2 separate regions of the Sus scrofa genome follow, and region 2 is linked to region 1. A link is a contact called in public HiChIP or PLAC-seq data. All regions are on one chromosome and are shown on one strand. Each heading gives the region's core, a stretch centred on a gene start, on an enhancer-like site or on the middle of the called end of the contact. The rest is flanking DNA. Distances are from core to core; before and after follow the strand shown. Region 1 holds the start of GPR157 (G-protein coupled receptor 157). Region 2 has its middle 31 kb from the start of H6PD.

What was found. HiChIP or PLAC-seq counts read pairs in DNA pulled down with a chosen protein or histone mark.
Region 2: an H3K27ac HiChIP or PLAC-seq map of alveolar macrophages shows a contact between it and region 1. The contact joins the enhancer-like site here to the promoter of GPR157 in region 1. A contact is called at or near these places in 1 of 5 promoter capture datasets (liver), 22 of 47 Hi-C or Micro-C datasets (adipose tissue, alveolar macrophages, blood and 10 more) and 2 of 2 datasets of contacts at active chromatin or transcription factors (alveolar macrophages and skeletal muscle).

The regions. Positions count from the first base shown.
Region 1 is chr6:69,580,045-69,583,408 of Sscrofa11.1, forward strand. It overlaps GPR157 (G-protein coupled receptor 157), which reads right to left and starts at 1,612. Exons shown (of 4, transcript XM_021095284.1): 1 at 1,121-1,612. The coding sequence starts at 1,507.
Region 2 is chr6:69,633,516-69,636,924 of Sscrofa11.1, forward strand. No RefSeq gene overlaps it. Among named protein-coding and RNA genes, the nearest start is that of H6PD, 31 kb to the right of the region's middle. Within about 2 kb of position 1,831, at least 2 of the 83 cell types and tissues checked have an H3K27ac peak or open chromatin away from gene starts, as enhancers often do. A contact at or near this core is called in alveolar macrophages, where this site is marked.

The DNA.
Region 1 (3,364 bases), core at 362-2,861:
CCGACTTGAACGGCTGAGAAGCAGGCCTTTGGTTTCCCAAGGACCAGCTGGCCTCCATCCAACAGCTCTGAGACCTGCAGGTCAAGTGACTCTTACAGACTTGTGACCTCACTGTTGTGACACCCAGGTGACCTGTCTCTACCAAAGTGCTGACTGTCCTCAGTCCCTTGGAAAGAACTCAAGTATTCAACAGAGAAGACCTATAATTAGGGCAGCATTTGGTGCTCTTATCTAGAGGAGGGAGAAGAGGCAGGAAGCTCTATAAATTCCTGCCTTGGGTTCAGCACAGGACACCTCCAGATGTTTGAATCCTGAGATTACACCAGGAAGGGGCAACCTTCTCCCATAGGTGAAGGTAACTTGGGCAGACACTTCCGTGGCAGGGCAGGACCAGGCCTTGATTTTCTCTGCTCTCAGAGACTGCAGGCAGCTGGCAGCTCTCCTTCCAGACCAGCCTCTGCCACTGACCCTCAACTTCAGAGCTGCTGAACTCCAGAAAGAAAGTCAAGATCTAGAACCGAGATAATGAGGGATTGGGGCCTGAGGTTTCGAGATGAGCAAAGATAAGAATAAACAGGACTGTTCTTCCTAAATTTTACAGCCGAAGCTCTGCGCACGGCTGGCACAGAGCTGGGTGGAGGGAAGCCTGGGAGTTGCTGAGTGGACCACACTCATGGCCCAGCCTGGTTCCCAGGTGCTGCTCCTCAGCCCCGCCCACAGCAGAGATGGCCAGGATGCAGCTAAGCAGGAGGCCAAGGGCCCAGCTGAGGTGCTTCCAAGTTACCAGAAGTGCTCTGAGGGCCAGCTCTGGGCCCCTGCCCTCCAGGGGCTGCTCTGAGGCGCTTACCTCATTGGGAGGCTCAAGCTGGGGCCACCTCAAAGGGGTACCCCTGGCGGCGATGTTCAGAACAAGCTCATCTTCTCGGCAAGCCTAGCATCACTCCGCTGGCCCCGAGCTGCCCCGGGGCAGGAGCAGACACCAGACCCTGCCAGCCGGGGGCCTGGCCAGGGGTCCGACCAAGAAGCGGGGACCAGAGGGGGGCGAGAGTCACAGGGGCAGCAGAAAAGGCCCAGGAGGGTGTCAGGGGACCAGAGGGAAAGCTGCGACCGCCGCTGCCACCCACCTGACGATGTGGAAAGCCCAGAACAGGCGACTGGCCCCCTGCCCACGTACAGTGCGGACGATGCTGAGATACAGGTAGAGGGCGATGGCCACCGTCCAGAAGAAGGAGCTGGTGTTGGCGAAGGTGGACAGCGCGCCCTGAAGCACGCAGTCCCAGGAGGGGCCCTCGAAGTCCCGCAGCACCCCGTAGAAGTAGGAGGTGGCCGAGAGCAGGTCAGCCAGCGACAGGAAGAGCAGTAGGCGCCGCGCCCTGCTGCGCAGGTCGGGCCACAGGGCGTGCGTGGCCACCAGCAGGCCCGAGCCGAGCGCGGACAGCACGCACGAGAGCAACACCACGATGCGCTCCGACGGCATCAGCTCGGTGGGCGGCGCGGGAGGAGACATGGCCGGGCGCGGAGCGGGCCGGGGCGCCGCCAGGACAGAGGCCCGGCCCCGCGTCCGGCAGACGCCGTCTGGGCACCGACCCACGAGCCGCTAGCGCCCCAGCGCCCGCCCCGCCCGAGTCCCTGCCCCTCCCGGCCCTCCCGGCCCACCCTGGGCCCCGCGCCCGCGCCCCGCCCCGCCCCTGCTCCTAGGCCCCGCCCCGCCCCTGCTCCCAGGCCCCGCCCCCGCCCCACGCCACGCCCCCGCGCCCTCCGCGCTCCACCCGGTGGCGCCCAAGTCCGCCCCGCCCTCGCGCCCCACCCCCGCCCTCGAACCACGCCCCTGCGTGTCCACGCTCCACCCCGTGGCCCCCACGTCCCGACTGTGGCCCCGCGCGGGGCTCTGAGCCTTTCCCTGCCCAGCGCCCCAGACCCCAGGCAAACCCCCAGCTCCCCAGCACCATCCCTAAGCCCCGCCCCTGCCCCCCGGTTCCTTTCATGCCCGTGGTCCATTCCTCAGCGCTGCACTACCCCCCCTCCCCACAGAGCCTCTGGCTCTGGCCAGACAGCTAGGACGTCCAGTTCTGGGGAGGGATGGACTGGCATTTTTAGGGCTAATATTACCTTCTTTCGTTAGAGCCAGGCTCTGTGTGTGTGTGTGTGTACACAAGTTTGTGCAACCATCATCTTTATCTAATTCCACGTGTTCATTCCCTCGAAAAGAAACACAGTAGTGTCAAGGGGTGATGGGTCCAAAATGGAATCACTTGTGCTAAGCTCACATCACCAAACCGAAATTTAATACTTAATGTAATTGTAGTTTCAACCTCTCCCAGGAATGTAACCTTAACCAGTCAATCTGGAATTTCCTGCTCAGCACTAGTGAAGCAACCCATCAGAGAGACCCCTGCCATGTGCCTAAAGAAGGGAGTCTTGCCTGAAATAATCAGCTCTTTGCTAGAATCCGTCCCTTGTCCCATCTCTTGTCTATGAAACCCTTCCACTTCGTACAGCCCTTCAGAGTGATGCTGCATGATTCATGATTGGTGAATAAAGCCAATAAGATCTTTAGGATTCACTCAGTTGAATTTCATATTTTACCTGTAGTCATTCTGCATCGCTCTCTCCCCTCCAGTTCCTGGCAACTACTAATCCAACTTCTGTGGATTTACCTTTCTGGAAATTTCACAGAGATGGGATCAAATAATAGGTGGTCTTTTGTGACTGGCTTCTTTCACTTTGTCTTCAAGTTTCATCCACATTATAGCATGTACAGGGCTTCATTCCTTTTTGTGGCTGAGTAATGTTCCATTGTACAGATATCCCACATTTGTTTTTCCGCCTATTAATTGATAACCACATTTGGCTATTATAAATAAAATTGCTATGAATGTTCATATACTTTTTTTTTTTTTTTTTTTTTGTCTTTTTAAGGCTAAACCTGAGGCATATAGAAGTTCCTGGGCTAGGGGTTGAATCAGAGCTACCATTGGTGGCCTACACTACAGCCACAGCATCACAGGATCTGAGCCTTGTCTGCGACCTACACCACAGCTCGCAGCAACACCGGATCCTTAACCCACTGAGAGAGGCCAGGGATCAAACCCGCATCCTCATGGATACTAGTTGGGTTCGTTACTGCTGACTCATGATGGGAACTCCTCATATCCAAGTTTTTGTGTGGACATAGATTTTCAGTTCTCTTGGGTGCATACCCAGGAGTAGAATTGCTGGGTCATATGGTTACTCCATTTTTAACTTTTTTGAGGAACTGCCAGACTGTTTCCCAAAGTGGCTGCACCGCTTTATATTCCTGCAGCTCTAACTTCTCCACATTCTAACACTTTTGATTATCTGCTTTTGGATTCTACTAGTGTGA
Region 2 (3,409 bases), core at 581-3,080, 54 kb after region 1:
TTTATTACACGGCAGGAAGCCTGGTATGTCTGAGACCTTGGACTGTTTACAACATTGGGGCTGCAGGTCAAGGTGACCTTCAGACCACAAAAGGGGCAATGCCTGGCGCGTGGCAGGGCCTTTCAGAGGACGTGAGACATCCAGGCCACTGCCACGTCTTAGGGGACCTGGGGGTTTGCAGAAGGGCAAAATGTCAGGACAGGATTAGAAAAGTGCATTTTAAAGATTTAATATTTAAAACTGGAAGGCTTTTAACTATTACATTTAGAATAAACAACGCGGTCTCTATCCAGTCTCCCGGGATAGACCATGATGGAAAATGATACGAAACGGAATGTATGACTGCGTCTCTCGGATGTATAGCAGAAACCAGTGCAACACTGCAACTCAGCCATACTGTCATAAAAATAAAAAATAAATATTTTCTCCTCAAAATATAAATAAATAGAAATGGAATGCTTTCAACACACACATAACTCATATACAAGGAAATTGCACATTTACTAGAAATGATTTTTTTGGGGGGGGTTAGGGCTGCACCCACGGCATATGGAGGTTCCCAGGCTAGGGGTCGAATCAGAGCTGTATCTGCCGGCCTACACCACAGCCACAGCAATGCAGGATCCGAGCCGTGTCTGCGACCTACACCACAGCTCAAGGCAACGCTGGATCCTTAACCCACTGAGAAGGGGCCAGGATCAAACCTGCAACCTCATGGTTTCTAGTTGGGTTCGTTAACCACTGAGCCACAACGGGAACCTGGGAAGAATAATAATTTTACATTGCCAGAAGTCAAAAAGTTATGTGTTGCCTACTGGTTCCAGTTGAGACGCCCCCAATTTTCTCGATTAACTTTCTCCCCCTCTGTCAAGTCCACCTACATCTTAACGAGGGGTCTGGCAGCTCTCCTGCTCGGCAGCTATTACACAGACAAGCGCGTTCAGTGCTTACAACACAATTTGACCTCTGCCCTCGGGCAGGACCGCGTGCCATCTGAAGAACGGATCTTGCCATAGAGAGGAGAGGTCATCTTATGACACAGGAAAACGGGCTGCTTTCTAGATAATTGAAATAATTCATCTCTGAGTAGCCGCAAGTCATTACTAAGCTGCATTTTCGTTCCCTGGGTATCTAGTTTGGTCCTTCTCTCAACCCCAAAGCAGCAAGTGGAACCGCTGGAAGGGAGGGAAGAGGGAACTCACTGGGGTAAAAGGGAGCTGAGACCCCAAATAGAAATCCCCAAACAAGGACAGAAAAACAGACCATCAGAGGAGAGGCCGGCGGAGGAAACAAAGGAGGCCACACCCAGCGGCTGATTCACGTGGACTCCTGTCTGGGTTTGCTGCTGTCCTTCTGTAACAGTCCCCAAACAGGGGGTGGGCACAGGCCCCACCTGAAACCCAAGGGTGTCCTGAAGATCCCGCTAATGGACAGAAGGCCCAGGACAGGGCTGCAGGTGGGACAGCCCTGCCGTCCTCCGCCACTCTATTCAAGGATGGTCGGCTCTCCCTAGGAATTTTGTTACATTTCCTCAGCCAACAGAGGCTCCTCTGAGAAACGTGAACCAGAAAAACCACAGCACACCCTCTGTATCGTATTCATCCAGAACTTTCTGAGACCAAAACGCTGTGAAGGCAGACCGAGGAGAGGACACAGATCCTGAATGGCAGAGAAATGCCAGGTAAAATTTGTTTTATTAGTCAAAACCAAAGCCAGGAAAACTCTTCTGCCTCAATGCGTGGAATCAACAAAAATGAGCATCTTCATCCCACAAACCACCCGGGCCGGCCAGCCGGCAGCGAGCGGCTGGGTTTCCTTCCTGTGTCCTTGAGCGCCCTCTTCTGGAGAAATCCTGAGTTACAACACCAATAATTCCACCGGGGGCCGCCAGGCTCCAGTGGCCCTGATTTTCCAGATTTGCAAAGAGGAACAACTATGAAGGAAGCCCCATGTGTTCTCCCCTTGCCACTTTGCCCAATGAGAGGCATAAACCAAACTCGCTCAAAGGCAGCATCCGGTTCCCTGGACAGCCCTGCCTGATGTCCAGTCAGTTTTGTCCATGGCCGTTAGGACTTCAGGTCTGTCACCGCCAGGTCCCCACCTTCCTTACCTTGTCCTCTTTCACCTGAGTCCGGGGTCCCAATGAGTCCAGCGCTGATGACTTCATCCTTGGCCCACATACCAGTTGAAACCTGTCCCAGGGACTTCCAGGCCTGCCCCTTGGGCAAGTCAGTTAATCTCTAGGCCTCTCTGTCCTGGTCTCTGGGCTCCAGACTCGCATCGGATGACTTCAAAGTATCTTTCATGTGTGGGGCTAAAGTTCACATGCCCAAGAAGAAAGACAGGTTCTTCGTTTTCTTTTTCTTTTTGTCTTTTGTCTTTTTAGGGCCACATCTGCAGCATATGGAGGTTCCCAGGCTAGGGATCGAGTTGGAGCTACAGCTGCCAGCTAGCACCACAGCCACAGCAATGCAGGATCTGAGCCACGTCTGTGACCTACACCACAGCTCACGGCAATGCTGGATCCTTAACCCACTGAGCAAGGCCAGGGATCGAACCAGCGTCCTCATGGATGCTAGTCGGGTTTGCTAACCACTGAGCCGCGATGGGAACTCCCGTGGAGAGACAGGTTCTGATCCTTAATCAGATCTGCAGAGAATGAGCACAGCAGAGAAACTGCTGATTCTGCATTGGGTGAAAAGCGGAAAAGGCCAGTGGGGAAGCAACGTGGGTTGGGATCTGGTCCTGGGGCCCTAGGATCCCAGCAGCACCTTAGAGCCTTTTCCCGGTGTCCCCTGCCTGCCTCCTGGTCCTCCCTGTCTTCAGGAATCTGGGTGCTGCCGCCTAACCAGATGGCACCACCAGTGTCCCATTTCCAGCTGAAATCCAGGCCCACCTTGTGTCCTCATGGCCCTGACCTTTTCCTTACACCTTAGTCCCTGGAGGAGGAGCCCAGGGCTGGACTGGCTGGTTGGCTCTGCCTGGAGGATGCATGCAGTCAGTGTCCAGGGAGAGCTGCCTGTCCCTGCGTCCTTGGCAGGAAGACTGGCAGCCGCAGCACTGCACCTGTCCCAGGATGACTCCTGGTGTCAGTTCTGGGCTTGTACAGGCTCCCAAACTGATGACATCAGCAGGGAGCCAGGTCTGCAGACCCCACGACCCCTACCATCTCCCCCTTCCCTTGCCACCTCCCTCCCCCTCCCAGCACAACGCAGGCTCCAAGGGCAACCTCCAAGGCGGAGACACTCAAGCGAGCAATGAGAGGAAGCAGCGACCAGTGTCCAGGCTCTTCCCGCTGAAGTCCAGGGTCCGGGATAGTGAGGGGCACCAGTCTCCCTATTGTCTCACAACCAGGAACAGCCCAGAGGAGCAGGCTCACGTGTGCAGTGTAACATCACTTCCCGAATTG